Linked DNA regions of Gossypium hirsutum: region 2 is linked to region 1. The links are chromatin contacts, called in public Hi-C maps. All regions are on one chromosome and are shown on one strand. Each heading gives the region's core, a stretch centred on a gene start, on an enhancer-like site or on the middle of the called end of the contact. The rest is flanking DNA. Distances are from core to core; before and after follow the strand shown. Region 1 holds the start of LOC107914915 (transcription factor MYC2). Region 2 holds the start of LOC107942131 (NAC domain-containing protein 43).

Evidence for each region. Hi-C and Micro-C count contacts between places; a contact is called where the count stands out from the background.
Region 2: a contact with region 1 is called in a Hi-C map of leaf, with 2.3 times the contacts expected there. The contact joins the promoter of LOC107942131 here to the promoter of LOC107914915 in region 1. A contact is called at or near these places in 2 of 34 Hi-C or Micro-C datasets (callus and leaf).

What each region holds. Positions count from the first base shown.
Region 1 is chrA08:82,686,502-82,693,674 of Gossypium_hirsutum_v2.1, forward strand. It overlaps LOC107914915 (transcription factor MYC2), which reads left to right and starts at 3,749. Exons shown (of 1, transcript XM_016843969.2): 1 at 3,749-5,528. The coding sequence starts at 3,944. The coding sequence ends at 5,332.
Region 2 is chrA08:83,324,079-83,331,251 of Gossypium_hirsutum_v2.1, forward strand. It overlaps LOC107942131 (NAC domain-containing protein 43), which reads right to left and starts at 3,905. Exons shown (of 3, transcript XM_016875777.2): 1 at 3,476-3,905; 2 at 3,108-3,379; 3 at 1,939-3,000. The coding sequence starts at 3,659. The coding sequence ends at 2,236.

The DNA of each region.
Region 1 (7,173 bases), core at 2,499-4,998:
AAATATAATATGGAAGTTAGTTTCATATGTCGTACAACCTATACGTGTGCAAAATTTCTATAAAAAAATTAGGTTAATATTCCATTAACGAAGTTGTTGATATAACTAAAATGTAATGCATATTAGTATGAACTGTGATATGATCAGTAATGCCTCGTAACCTTAATCCGGCGATGGATACGGGTTAGAGGTGTTATATGAAGAATTTTGTGTCCATAATTTGATTCATCAAACAATCTTTCCAAGACAACTGCAAACTCAACGATATTCTACCCAAGCTTAGGTCGTGTGAAAATTAATGTCAATGTTACATGGGGTGCTAGTACATACATAACTATCATGGGGCTAGAACTTAAGTCTTGCAAACCCTGTAGCCTTAGATAGAAACTTAGCTTCAAATCCACCTAAGTCAGCCTAACTCTCGAAATATAATAATTCTGAATGGAAATTCTCAAAGGCGCCAAAAATAAAGCAAAAGCAAACTCTCAAGCAAAAAGCAAAAACCAAATAGAAAGCTACAAGAAAACTAATCACACCAAGTGTTCAAGTAACTGCTCTCAAAATGTTTCTATTACTTTGAAGAATTACAACTAAATGGGGTGATTACAAATGAGGGGGAAGGCCTCTATTTAAAATTGAACTCCCTTAGATCTAACGGTATAGTTTAAATTACATCGATGGTCGAGATCAAAGCCTATTTATAATATGAGAGTCCAAAAGGATTTAAAATTTATACAATCTTATCTCTTAGGATTTACAATATTTACCATGGCAACTCTAGTTTTATTGGAATGTTCCACTGGGCCACCAAGACTTCAAGTAGATAGGCTTTTCCACATGTTCTACAAACTAGGCCGGTTCAAGTGGGCCAAATGAACTACATTTATTCAGCTGACCACCATGGGACGTTTTATGTGCATTTGTCACGAGCTTTAATTCGCGACTCGTGACACATAAAGGGGCTTGGATCTATAGTGCTAGATGAGGATGGTTTGGTTTTGGATGGAGTTGCAATGAAAGCCGTTGATTGTTTCGACTCGAATTGAGCAAAGGCTTGTGCCTTGATGTTGAATCAAATTCTTACTTTATAATTTCTTAGTTTTCCCATGTAACATAAATATGTCTTTGCTAGAAAAATTTGTTACGAAGGCTCACTATATGTTTTTAGACTTTAATGCTTTAGATTACTCTTTTGCTTGTAGATTGGCTAATAAAGTCAATGATATACTTAGCTACATGAGCTTAGTTCTTTTTCTGATAACCTTCACATCTTTATGACTAGACCTGTTCATGGGTCGGGCTACCCGGCCCGGCCCGAAGGCTCACCCGAAATGTGGGAGGGTTTGGGCAAAAATATAGGCTCGAAAAATGGGCTTGGAAAAAAAAGGCCCGTTTAAAAAGATGGGTCGGGCCTCGGGTAAGGTATTTTTGGCCTAGGCCAGGCCCGGCCCGAATTCACTAAATGACAAAAAAAAGCTGCTATTTTTTTTTTGTTTTTGAATGTTATTTTCTTGTTGTTTTCTCCTTATTTTGCTACCATATTACTATTAGTTGCTACTATTTTGTTGTTATTATTTGGATATTGTATAAAACTTTTTTTATTATTAATTTTATTATTATTTTTAAGGCATTTGTTAATTTTTTTATTATTTTAGAGGTATTTGCTTGTTAAGTTGCATCTATCTTAGTGATATATAAGTCTACATATTTTTTAAAATTTATTTTCAATTTGTTGGAAAATATTTATTTTGATTTTTTTAGTATTTTTGATGTATTATATATATTTAAAAATTATATAAAATAATATAAAAATAAATACGGACAGGCCGGGCCGGGCCCAAGTTTTAGTATTTTTATTTGGGTCAGGCTTGGGTAAAATTTTAGACCTATTTTTTGGGCTCGGGCGAGCCTAAATTTTTAGTTAAGCCCTGCCCGAACTCGGCCCGGCCCGGCCCATAAGCACCTCTATTTGTGACCTTGTAAATGTAAATATTATTTGATTTGATAAATGGAATTACCGTTTGTGGTCTTTATTTCAAAAAGGAATCTCAAATTTTTATTAATAACTTCATATTGCATTTTACCCAAAAAGAAAAAAAATCTAGGACATGAATTGGAAATTAAGACTCAGTTTGGTTTCTAAATATATTTTTATTTTATTTCGTTTTTTGTTTTTTAAAAGCATTTTTTTTATTTTCTGAAAATTGGAAAACACATTAGTAAATAAAAATATTTCTTTCAATAATGCAAGCATGTTTGATACCTATCTTACTATAATAGAAACTTGAGAAATAAAATAAAAAAATATTACGTTTATATGAATTTGTATTAGGGTCACAAATTTATTATTTAAAAATTGTTGAAAAAAAATACTTTTTTGTGTTTATACGAAATTGAACCAATGTCAATTCTGTTTGATAGGAGAATTATTTTTTACATGTATTGTAGTATATCAAATAATAATAAATTAATTCAATTGGTACTTAATTAACGTTAGAAAACCATTGCTTTCAATTTCTTTTAATTTTATAAATAATTTTTAATGAAAACAATTAAAATATCTTTTATTATTTTTAATTTCCATATATTTTTGTTTTTATTTTCTAAAAATATTTTTAAAACTTTCAACTAAACACATTTTATTCAATATTTTCTTTTTCATTAAAAACAAAAGGGAAAACGGAAATCGTAAAATTAATAACTCTAAACATTTACACCTTGATAAGGATTTTGAACTTTCTTATTGACGAATTGACATTTCTTTATAAAGGCCAGATAGTCAGTTAGTAGTTAAGATTTAGGGTCAAATAATTGAGAATTGGGAAATGAGTGGATAATATAAGTTAAAAGCTTGTGATTTTCAGATTGTTTTCTTGGCCACAAAACTCTTATCCAAGTTAGGACATTGAGTTGTTAAATCACTTATTTACATATATAATTAAAAATAGGATTTTAACTTAAAAATATAATAAAAAATATTATGAAATTTTTGTGTTAAAAATTAAATTGTTTTTTACGCCTTTTTTAAAAAATGAGTAAAATTTTTGATCTTTTCTATTAAAAATTTTTATCCATTTGAAGTGTACTTTATATTTAACGACCAGATTTTAATAGTAGAATAAAAAGATTAGTTTACCCTTTCATTTAATGTAAAAAAACTAATATCCCTATTTTTTGTGTATAGGTGGTAAAATATAATTTGACTCATAATATAGAGACCTCATTAATACTTTTATCTAAAATATGCTATAAGTTTATTGTACTCTTTACAAATTTTGAATTTAATAACTGTATTTTTATTTTTAAAATTTAGTCCCTCTATTCTTTAACTTTAAAAAGTTAAGTTTACTTTGTTAATACTATTAAACTTTTTAATTGATGTGATATTTTGAAATAAAATGTACAATGTAATTAAAAAATATATATTATAATAAACTTAAATTTAATAAAATTAATTTAACTATATTAATTTTAAATTTTGAAAAGTCTTAGAAAATAAAAAGTGAATATAACACAAGTACTAGAAGACAAGTTGAAGATTGAAATGTCCAGAAGTAGTGAATCGAATTTGGAAATGACAAGCGGAAGGTGCGACCCCAGAGGAAGCCTGAACCTCGCAACGAATAGAGACGATGCACATCAATATCACATCACATCTTCAACTTTGGAGCTCAGCCTATACTAGGATTTTTCACGTGATAAAGGTGCCAAGCATGCCCAAAAAACAGTTCCCACACGGATGGCCTTTTAATGCCCAGGAAATTCTTGTTTTCCCCGAACGCCCCCACACCATTGCCCTTTTGTTTTTGCTGCTGATCCCTTCAATTTTTCCTTGTATATTTTAGCTTGCTGCCGCCGAATCCCTCTTTGGGTTTTTTAGCTTTTAGTAGTTTGGAAAACCTTATCAGAAAGAAATTGGGTTGGATCAGGGAGCAGCAGTATTATGTCATCATCTTCTTCATCTTCGATGATTAGCTTCGGCCAAGACGCCCCTCCGCCGACGCTGCAACAGCGCCTCCAGTTCATCGTTCAAAGCAGGCCTGAATGGTGGGTATACTGCATCTTCTGGCAAGCTTCCAGGGATGCTCAAGGCCACCTCGTATTATCATGGGGTGATGGATATTTCCAAGGGACCAAGGGTTTTGCAGGCAAATCCGGAAATAAGCTAAGCCAACCCAGATTTGGGAGAAGAAGATCGGGGAAAGATATTCAATCCGTTTTCTGTGAAGAGATAGATATTGAGAGGATAGTGGATGGCGATGTCACTGACTACGAGTGGTATTACACCGTATCAGTAAACCGATCTTTTGCTATAGGAGATGACATTGTTGGGAAGGCTTTCGGCTCAGGCTCCTATATTTGGTTGTGTGGAGATCAGGAGCTCCAACTGTATGAATGCGAGCGAGTCACAGAAGCTCGAATGCGAGGAATCCAGACCATAGTCTTCCTTTCGACTTCCTTCGGAGTAGTTGAATTGGGATCTTCAGAAATGATCCAAGAGAATTGGGGCTTAGTGCAACTTGCAAAATCAATATTCGGTTCTGAGATAAACTGTCTTGGTTCCAAGCATCCTGGCCTTGGATCTCAGCTCCAAATGTCAACCCAAATCCCTTTTCTTGATTTCGGCAAGGTTGCAAGTGATCAAAAGGAGTGGATTCTTGATGACCGAAAGCAACAAATTGAGGCCAAGAAGGACACTAGCGGTTTATTACGCCGCTCGTCATCGGACTCCGGTGCTGATTCTGAGATGGAGTTTAGCGTTGGGTCGAAGAAGAGAGGAAGAAAGTCGGGGACCGGAAAAACAACCCCTTCAAACCACGTGGAAGCAGAGAGGCTGCGGCGTGAGAAACTTAATCATCGATTCTATGCACTTCGATCTGTGGTTCCTACCGTGTCCAAGATGGACAAAGCATCTTTGCTTTCAGATGCAGTAGCCTACATCAAGGAGCTCAGATCTAAGATTGATAAACTGGATGTTAAACTCAAAGTTCAATCCCAAAAATCCAAGTTGAATGCCATCAATGTTTCGAATAACCAAAGAAATGCATCCACATTTAACTGTATAAGGCCGACCTATGATTATGGACCAAATACAATGGAAGTTGATGTCAAGATTGTAGGGTCAGAAGCCATGATCCGAGTTCAGTGTCCAGATATCAATTACCCAGCTGCGAGACTGATGGATGCCCTTAGAGACCTGGAGCTTCATGTGCACCATGCCAGTGTATCAACCGTGAATGAGCTAGTGCTTCAAGATGTTGTTGTCATACTACCTGCTGGATTTATAAGCGAGGAGATGTTGAGGACTGCTATCTTTCAGAGATGCAGTTGAATTTGCTGCTGCTTCACAGAAGTTATATATCAAACTTTTCCTTAATATGGATTATCATGAAGCCAAGCCATATAAATGTAACATTACTCCTTATTCTCCTCCACTTTCAAGTGAAATCATTTTCTTCTTGAGAGTTCCTATCCTATGGCCATCACAATCGGCTTTATTAATCATAAGCTAATCACTCTTCCTGCTTTATAAACTTAATTTCTTTGCCTTTCAACTAGCTAACGATATGCTTGTTTGATTACATATTTTTATGTATCCATCAAACAAAACAAATTCAGCAAACCACTTTGGGATGCTATTAGACTAGGATTGTGTCTTTCATGTCTCCAAACAATTAAAACATGAAATACTTCTTTTAATCACATTTAAAGAAGGCATCCATTACACAGTGATCCCTAGCGCAATTCTAAAACCACCCTAGTGTTTCAATCAGGTTATATTCCGAAGGAGAGGCTGCATTTTATACAGATTTAGGGTTTCAGAGAAAAAAAAAAGATAGAACAAATTGACAATGTCTTTATAAGTTATATAATTTTCACATTCGAAGGTGAAATAAAATGTTTTTTTGTTTAAAATTTATTTAATAATGAATGTAGATGAAAAGGTAATGAATTTTTATTTTAATACTACTTAAGATGGATTTGTAATTTTTAATTCTTTTATTTAAAGAATATATAAAAGGAGTCTATAATTTATTTACTAAGTTGGTGATCCGGATATTAATTATAATTGCGAGAAAAATTAGAATAAAACTCAAAACATTTGCATTAAATAAATACAAGCTCTACATGAGTGTTAAGTATTCACAACTAATCATGAAATGTAGTGTGATAATTGCTTACCTCATCTTTTAATCATATGATCGGAAATTTGATCTCCACTTATGAAAATAGAACACATCTTAAAATCATTTATCTCTTGAACTCATTTATGAAATTTACATGACATGTTAAATTACTCATGTATTGCATATGAGAATTTTTCAGATTACATAATATTTTATGTAACCAACAGCATAGCACGCCTCTAACAATTCAACTTAGGATTAAATATAAAATTTGTTTTCGAACTTGTTCACTTCTCTTATATTGGTACTTATGGGTTTTTTTTGTCCCAGATTGGTACCTGAGCTTTTTTTCGTCTACTAGTTTGATACTTTTTTTTTAACACCATTAAGTTTTAGACAAATGGCATAATGAAATTGTGACATGTGACATAATGACATCATCATGATGTCATTGCTTTTTTCCTTTTTCTTTTTCTTTTATTATTTCCTTTTCTCGTTTTTCCCTTTTCTTTTATTCTTTCCCATTTCCGTTTTTCTTTTCTTTTCTTCTTCTTCTCCACCTCTCTTTCCCAACCCTTGCCACAGCTAGCATGCATTACAACCGCGCTCCAACGTTGTCATCGGCGTTTGTTCTCTAGCCAACTTTTTTCCTTTTGCTCTTTCATTTCCTCTGAGTCACCACCGATCGGAGAAGCACCAAATGATCCACCTTTCCTTTCTCTCTCCCGCTTCTTCTTCTTTTCTTTTACTTTATTTTTTGTTTTCAAAGCCCCTGGCCGCCACTTCACTGCTGCTGTAACACCCCTAACCCATCTCCGTCACTAGATTGGGGTTATGGAGCATTACTGTACAAATCAAGACATTTATCATTAAACAGAAACAAAAATATAAAATAAATGATAACATTCGATAGTTTATAACAATCAAGGTGCAAATATGCTTACAACCCTTAAATTGAGCTTACGGGGCTTTAAAAGTAGTTTAGGAACAATCTGGGACTAATTTGAATCAAAACAGAAAAATATGCAAAAATTTGAAAATTTTA
Region 2 (7,173 bases), core at 2,655-5,154, 640 kb after region 1:
TTTAACAAACACAATTTCTATATGCTACAGGTTTATTCAATAAATTTTGCAATAGAAACAAAAAGGGAAGAAAAACATTGAAGGAAACTAGAACAGGACAAAAGAAGTAGAAAATTTTCTAGCGGCCCTGGCTTAGTGGCTTGTATACTTGTACGTGTGCAACAACATCTTATCCAAATTCCTTAAAGATATTCGCCTTGTTATTTTTATTTATCAACCATCACCAAACTTTAATTAGAATTATATTTTGAGTATTTAATTTTCACGTTATCAAATTGTTATATTTTAATCACTTATATGTTTAATTTTCATTGTCTTCTTACCAAAATGATAATATGACACATTAACTCAAAGAATTAATAACTAATTTAACACCTAAATTATAACTAAAATATCATTTTGATACTTTTAAATTTTTTTAAAAATAATTCTAAAATGATTTTAAAATATCTACAAATGTTAGAAAAATCTAAAAAAAATTAAAATTCACAATTTATTTTGTAAAATTGTAATATATATTTTTTATATTATAATTATATTATTTTTTTTAAACCTTAAAATTCTAAATAGAGTAATTTCTTTAAAAAAAATTCATTTCTTTTCCTCATATAGATGAGAACATACCTGCATTTTACCAGAGTTAATGCATATTTTAGTCACTAAATTTGGTTATTTATACTTAATTAAAACTTAAAATTATTTTGAACTTAATTAATATTTAAACTTGTAAATTATTAATTTATTTAGAAGTATTTGGTTAATGCTATTAATTTTTATCAAAAATTTTAAAAATATTATAATTTTTAGAATTAAAAAAATATATTTTTTAGTTTACGTGCATAACGAATTAAGACAAATGAATGTTCAGAATTAGTCAAAACTAGACTCCTTCTGGGGCATGCACTTTTTAATACTTTTCTATTTTTTATAATGTCAAAAAATAATAATATATAAAAACTAGTATTTTTTTTTAATTTCATGTGCATAATGAGCCTAGATTAATTACGCCCATTTGCTTTGGGCGTACAATTTTAGTAAATTTATTTTTTTGTTATTTTAAAAAATGATAATATAAAAATTGATTGTTTTATTTTATTTTTCATGTGCATAATGAACCCTGATAAATAAATGTGCATGATAAACTTAGATTAATGGGTGTTCTAATTCAGATAAATTTGGACATACTATGTTAGTAATTTTATATTTTTTAATTCAAAAAATTAATAATGTAAAAATCTAATATTTTTAGAAAAATTTCTAGATATTTTTTTAAAATTCTATCACTACAAAATAATAGATAAATGGATAATAGCAACTATGTTCTCCTTAACAAGATCCCATCTTAATTAATTTTGTATGAGGAGGATCAACGACAAGTGATGAGAAAAAAAGTGGGCTCATTCATACGGTGCAACTTCACCAATTTATCTCTTTAGAATTTTATGAATATTAAGATATTTTAGAACTATTACTAAAAAATTGTTAAAAGTATGGTAATGAAATTTTGACTTTAGTTTGAGAGCCAAATTAGTTATTAACCTTTTAAGTTAACATGTCATGTCATCATTCTATTAAGAAGTAATAGAAGATAAAAATGAGTGGTAAAAAATATAAAAATTCGATAATGTTATATAACTTTTTAAAAGTTAATTAATTAAAATGTAATTTTGATACAAAATTTATGGAATTTTAAAAAAAGAAAAATCGTAGAAAAGTTGTGGTTGGTTAGGTGAGACAACGGTATCTTAAAAGTCCCAATCTTGAGCATAACAGATTGAATAGTTTAGGTTAATTTTTCATTTGCAAATTAATGATTCCATATTTCCAATGTACTGCAACCAAGTGGATATAATCATTTGTTTTTGGGTGAGACTCTTAAAGTCAGCAATAAGCTATGATTAAACTTTTGTCAAGCATTTTTTCAAGATAGTTAACGAATTAGGGTAAGATCACAATCCACTTTGGAAATGATTACAAGTAGGAAAATTAAAAAAAGAGCACATTAACCAGACTCTAATCCCTATAATAACCCTTCCAGAGAAGATGAGTGGTGATTAAACGACACCGTTATTAAGTAAAAGTGTAATGGGTTGATGCCATCTCATCTCTCTCATATTTCAACCTTATTTATGCAAAATACATGTGTATAATATGTATGTCCACGTATACCTAATTAAGAATACTTGAGGAAATGAGCAGGCTTGTTTGTATGACCTTGACATGTATTTACCTCTGTTATACCGACAGGTGGCACAAGGGATCTGATGACGACGGTGACGATGACTTAGTCAAGCTCCATAGATCATTCTCGTTGCTGTAGACCTGGGGGTTTTGATTTGATCTGTGCATATTTATGTGCGATAATTGAATATCATCATCATCTTCATCATCATCGTGACAAAGACCGAAAACCGCATTAGGGTCAGTAAAACATGATAGTTGCTTGCTTGTCTCTACTTGACCATTTAGCTGGGATGCTACAAGGCGGTCCAGAGTGACCCAGTCATTAACGCCATTTTTGGACTCATTATTAGTATTGTCAAAACCAGCAGCAGCAGCAGAGGGTTCAATTTCAGTCAGCATATCGTCTATGGACTGGGAACATGGCTTGAAGCTTCGATGCTGATCAAAGTGTGCGGTATAGATGGGAAGGGCTGGGAGAGATTGGCTTTCCAGCCTCTGGAGGTGCATAAAACTTTCATGTAACCCATCGCTGATTCCTCCTGCGTTGTTCGCAACTAGCATTCTTAGATGATTGTTGGTGTTGGCGTTGGGAATATTCAATGAATCGTTCTCCATCTTGCAAGTCCTTCCCATATAAAGAAAAAATTGATCTAAAACCCCGTCGTTGCCTGAGCAAAGCATCTGCGTCTTGGAATCAAGGGAAGTGGAGGAGGAGCTTTTGGGACTCTCTAGGGTTTTCTGATAATTCTTCTTTCTAAATACACGGCAAACCACCCAGCCTTCTTCAGCCATAGAATCGCCAATGGGATTGGGTGCCTGTAGCGCACCCATTTAATATTTTAATATAACCAAAAAAGATACGTACAAGAGGATATTTTTTGTTATATTATATACATACAAAGATATTGTAAAGTAATGCTTACATTAGAGTCAAGGGTGTTGGTATCGTCAAGCCTGTACTCGTGCATAATCCAATCAGATTTTTGACCATGTGGAGCTCTTCCTTTATAAAAAACCAATGTCTTCCTCAACCCAATTCTTCTAAAGCTACTATAAATGATCTTGTCACGTCCAGTAGCTTTCCAGAATCCGGCAGCTGTTGCCCGATTCGTTCTGGTCCCCGTGGGGTATTTCTTGTCCTTGTGGCTGAAGAAGTACCAATCATTTTGTGGGGTGGATCCTATTCTGCACTTCTCTGCATATCATCAACAAACCCCATCAGGATTTCATTTAAAAAAAATAAAGAAGAAAAAGATGCAGTGTTTAATAACGGCAATTTGTCAGTAGCTACCTTGTATATCCCAGGGCTCAAGCTTGTTAAGATCAACTTCCCGAATAACATCCAAGTCTATCTTTTCATAAGCTACTTTCTTTCTGAGGTAATAGTGAAGAAGCTCCTCCTCTGTGGGATGAAATCTAAAACCAGGAGGGACCTGAGACTGACCATTTATTGATAGATTCATTTCTTCTGACATTACCCGATGATCTTCTCTTCTCGTCTTCAAGTGTGAAAGAAAATGAAAGAGACGGGCAAACGGGGAGGGAATAACAGAAAGATAAAAAGAAAGAGAAAGAGAGGAATGCGTAGAGATGGAGAGGGTGATGCAGCGATGATAATTTATAATGGTTAGGGCATGGAATGGTTGAAAGATGCATGGAAAAGTTTTGGTATGATGGCCATTGGTGTACTTTGGGCATGGGGTCTATGCCCTTGAAAAGACCCAACCACCTAAAAACTAGACATTATAGAAGGGGAGGAAAGTAATGGGTGAATATATATAGGGAAAGTAGGTCCCGTAATATTGGTGGAAAAAAAAGGAACCATGGGCCCTACGCCCCAAAATATATGGGTTAGAAGTGTGAGAGCGGGGGGCACGCCCACATCCCAACTATGACCTTCGACCTTAATATCCATCTGAAAGCCACCTCTAAAACCACCTCCATTTTTTCTCAAGAATAAATAAAATAAAATATTCATAATGTATAATTTTAAACATTGTTAATTAATTTCATCATGTCATCTAATTAAAAATTTTAATTATAATCAATTTCATTGAAACAAATGAAATATATAGAAACTCCTAAAAACCACCTCAACGACAAGAAAAGAGGGATGATGGGGTCGGAGCCACTGAGCTTTCATGGTCCCCTAAACCAAGAAAGACATGATGCCCTTTGTGGCGACTTAGCTACCTTACACTGTGGGCTGGGTTTTACACCTTCGACTGTCAGATATTTTATTCTTTTTACTTGAGATCATTTTTTTGATATACGTATTATTATGGTATAAATTTTTTTGATAAACACATGTGATATAAGGATAGATGGGTTTAATTTATACAAAAAAAATAAAAATAAAAGAGAGGGTAGAGAATGAATGTTTATAAACTTAGGTATATACAGTGTCACAATATTGCATAAAAACAGAAAGGCCACGTGTTGGATACTATTTAGGTAAGTGAAATGGCCCAAAAACCTACACGTGGAAGATAGGAGGGAGAGGAGAAATGTGTTATAAAAATGCATGTTTTTCTGCCCCGTGCCTTTTGCTTTCTTTGATTTTACATGGCAACCGCTTAATCTTTAATTTGATTAGTCTCAAAAAGTATAACCACACAGGTTATGAATTAATCTAATAATAATGAAAGAGAATAGCCATCATTATGAAGACGTAAAATTTGACCACAACCCACATGAGAGTTGCTCCGTATAGGGGAATCTAATTCATCAACTCCCTCAATTAATCTCATGTTCTATGTTTGATTTAGAGCACCTTTTTTTCTTTTGGGCCACAACACTCTTCCAATTAACAAAAAGTAGACATTATGTTTGCTATAAACGTGAGATGACAAGACAAGTAACGACAGTAGGACAACACAAATAAAAAAAGTGAATTTCATTTCTCTTTTAACAATGAATTGCTAATTTTTAGGTTAATAATCTTTAAGTTTTTATAGGGTAGAAAATTAAAATTTCTAGAAGGGTGAAATTCTTAATTACATCAAAAAAAAAAATTAAATGCAGTGATGCCATGTAATCCCCCCCTCTCTCTCTCTATATGTAATCATTCACTCAACAGTGAGAAGGAATTATAAAGATTTCCAGGACTTTTGGGTCATATAGTATACCTAAATAATTAAGGCAGCTATATTTGGGTGAGACGGTTGTTTTGAGTATCAGCAAAAAGAAAAAGAGGCATTTTTTTATCATTTTTGTATTAATATACCTGTTAAAGGAACAAGGTTCACAAGTTCTCCTTACCTTAAAACATACCATATGAGTTTGTATTTTCTTAAAGGTTTTACGAGTTTGTATTCGTATCTTATCATTTACTGAAGGTTTATTAGTAAGCAAAGCTTCACTAAAAATTAATTAAGCCTTTAATAAAATTTAGAATTCAATGAAGTTCTTAAAGGATGAAAAATTAATTAATGAAGTCCCTCCGTTAACGTTGATATATCATGTTTGACCGTTAAATTTCGCTAACGTAGTTGGTAGACTAATTGGACAACGATACGAGACAATCAGTGTATATCATAATGACATCAGCAAAAAAAATCCTAAAAGTAAATATAAAAAAACACATTTAGGATGAATCTGGACAATAGTTTGTCCAAGTTCATTCTAGTTGTGATTTTTAAATAATTTGTAAAAATTAAAAAAATTATTATGAAAGAATTATTTAAAAATTATTAAATTTATTTTTAAAATGGAAATATATTTAAAAGAATTTGAACAACCATTTATCCAAGCTCATTCCAAATGTGATTTTTATTAGTTTTTAGTAAATTTGATAAGTTTTTATAACTTCTTATAATTATTAATAATTTCCCATATTTTTATTTTTATTTTGTGATTTCTTTAAGAATTATTTTCTAAAAAATATTTATTTTTAGGATATTTTTATTATTTTTTAAAAAGGTTTTGATGTAATTGGTTGTCATGTGCTGTTGTTTAATTGGTCTATTAGTCACATCAATGAAACTTAACAATTAAACATGATCAACATTAAGGAAGGAGATTTATTGATTAATTTTTCATCTTTTAAAGACTCAATTGGATGCTAAATTTTGTAAATTAATTTTTTTAATTTTTGTTAATAATAATAATAATATACTTCACATTTTACAAATTTGATGATTTCATGGCATTGGATTTTCTTTTTCTTTTTCCTAAATCTTTGTAATCCAGAACTGTTTTATGACATATTTATTGGTAATTATTTTTAGAAACGAATTTTCGCTTCTTAAGTATGCATGAAGTCCAGGGGTAACCCCGTAACTATCATTTCCCAAATTTCATGATTTCATCTTAATGCTTGTTAGTACTACTTTATCAAAGAAATGATTTTTTTTTATAACTTCTTAATTGAGTTGATATGTGACATTTATGTAAAAAAAGAAGGGTTTTTTATATTATTATTTATTAAAAATAATTATATTTAAAAATAAATAGTTGTTATTTTTAGTGGCAATTATTTATTAAAGTAAATAAAAAGACCTTAGCTGGTAGCATATTTATAGCAAATGACATATTTATAGGTCTTTTGATAGGTAGGGCAGGGTTAAGTTTCGTTGAATAAGTTGAATTGATATTATTTTATTTTTTCTACTATTTATAATATTTTTAATCTATTTAATTTTTTAAATTTTCATATTGATTTTGGATTTTAGTTTTGTTATCTTTATTTTGAAAAAATAAGTTTTAAATATTTTATGATTTCAATATAATTTATTTTAGAGGAATTTACGTGACCTACTACATTTGGTCAAGAACCTTTGATTTCCTTTGCACTATTATTTTATATTCAAATCTCTTTATAATTTTAATCATCCATAATTGCTGTAGCGGTTTTTCTATTAAAATAATTCATTTATCCCTATGCTCCTACTAGTCACGCTCTCAATAAAATTTTATAAATTTAATTAGTTTTGTTGCTCATGTGATACCCAAAAAGAACCTTTATATATTAGGTTGATGACATAAATT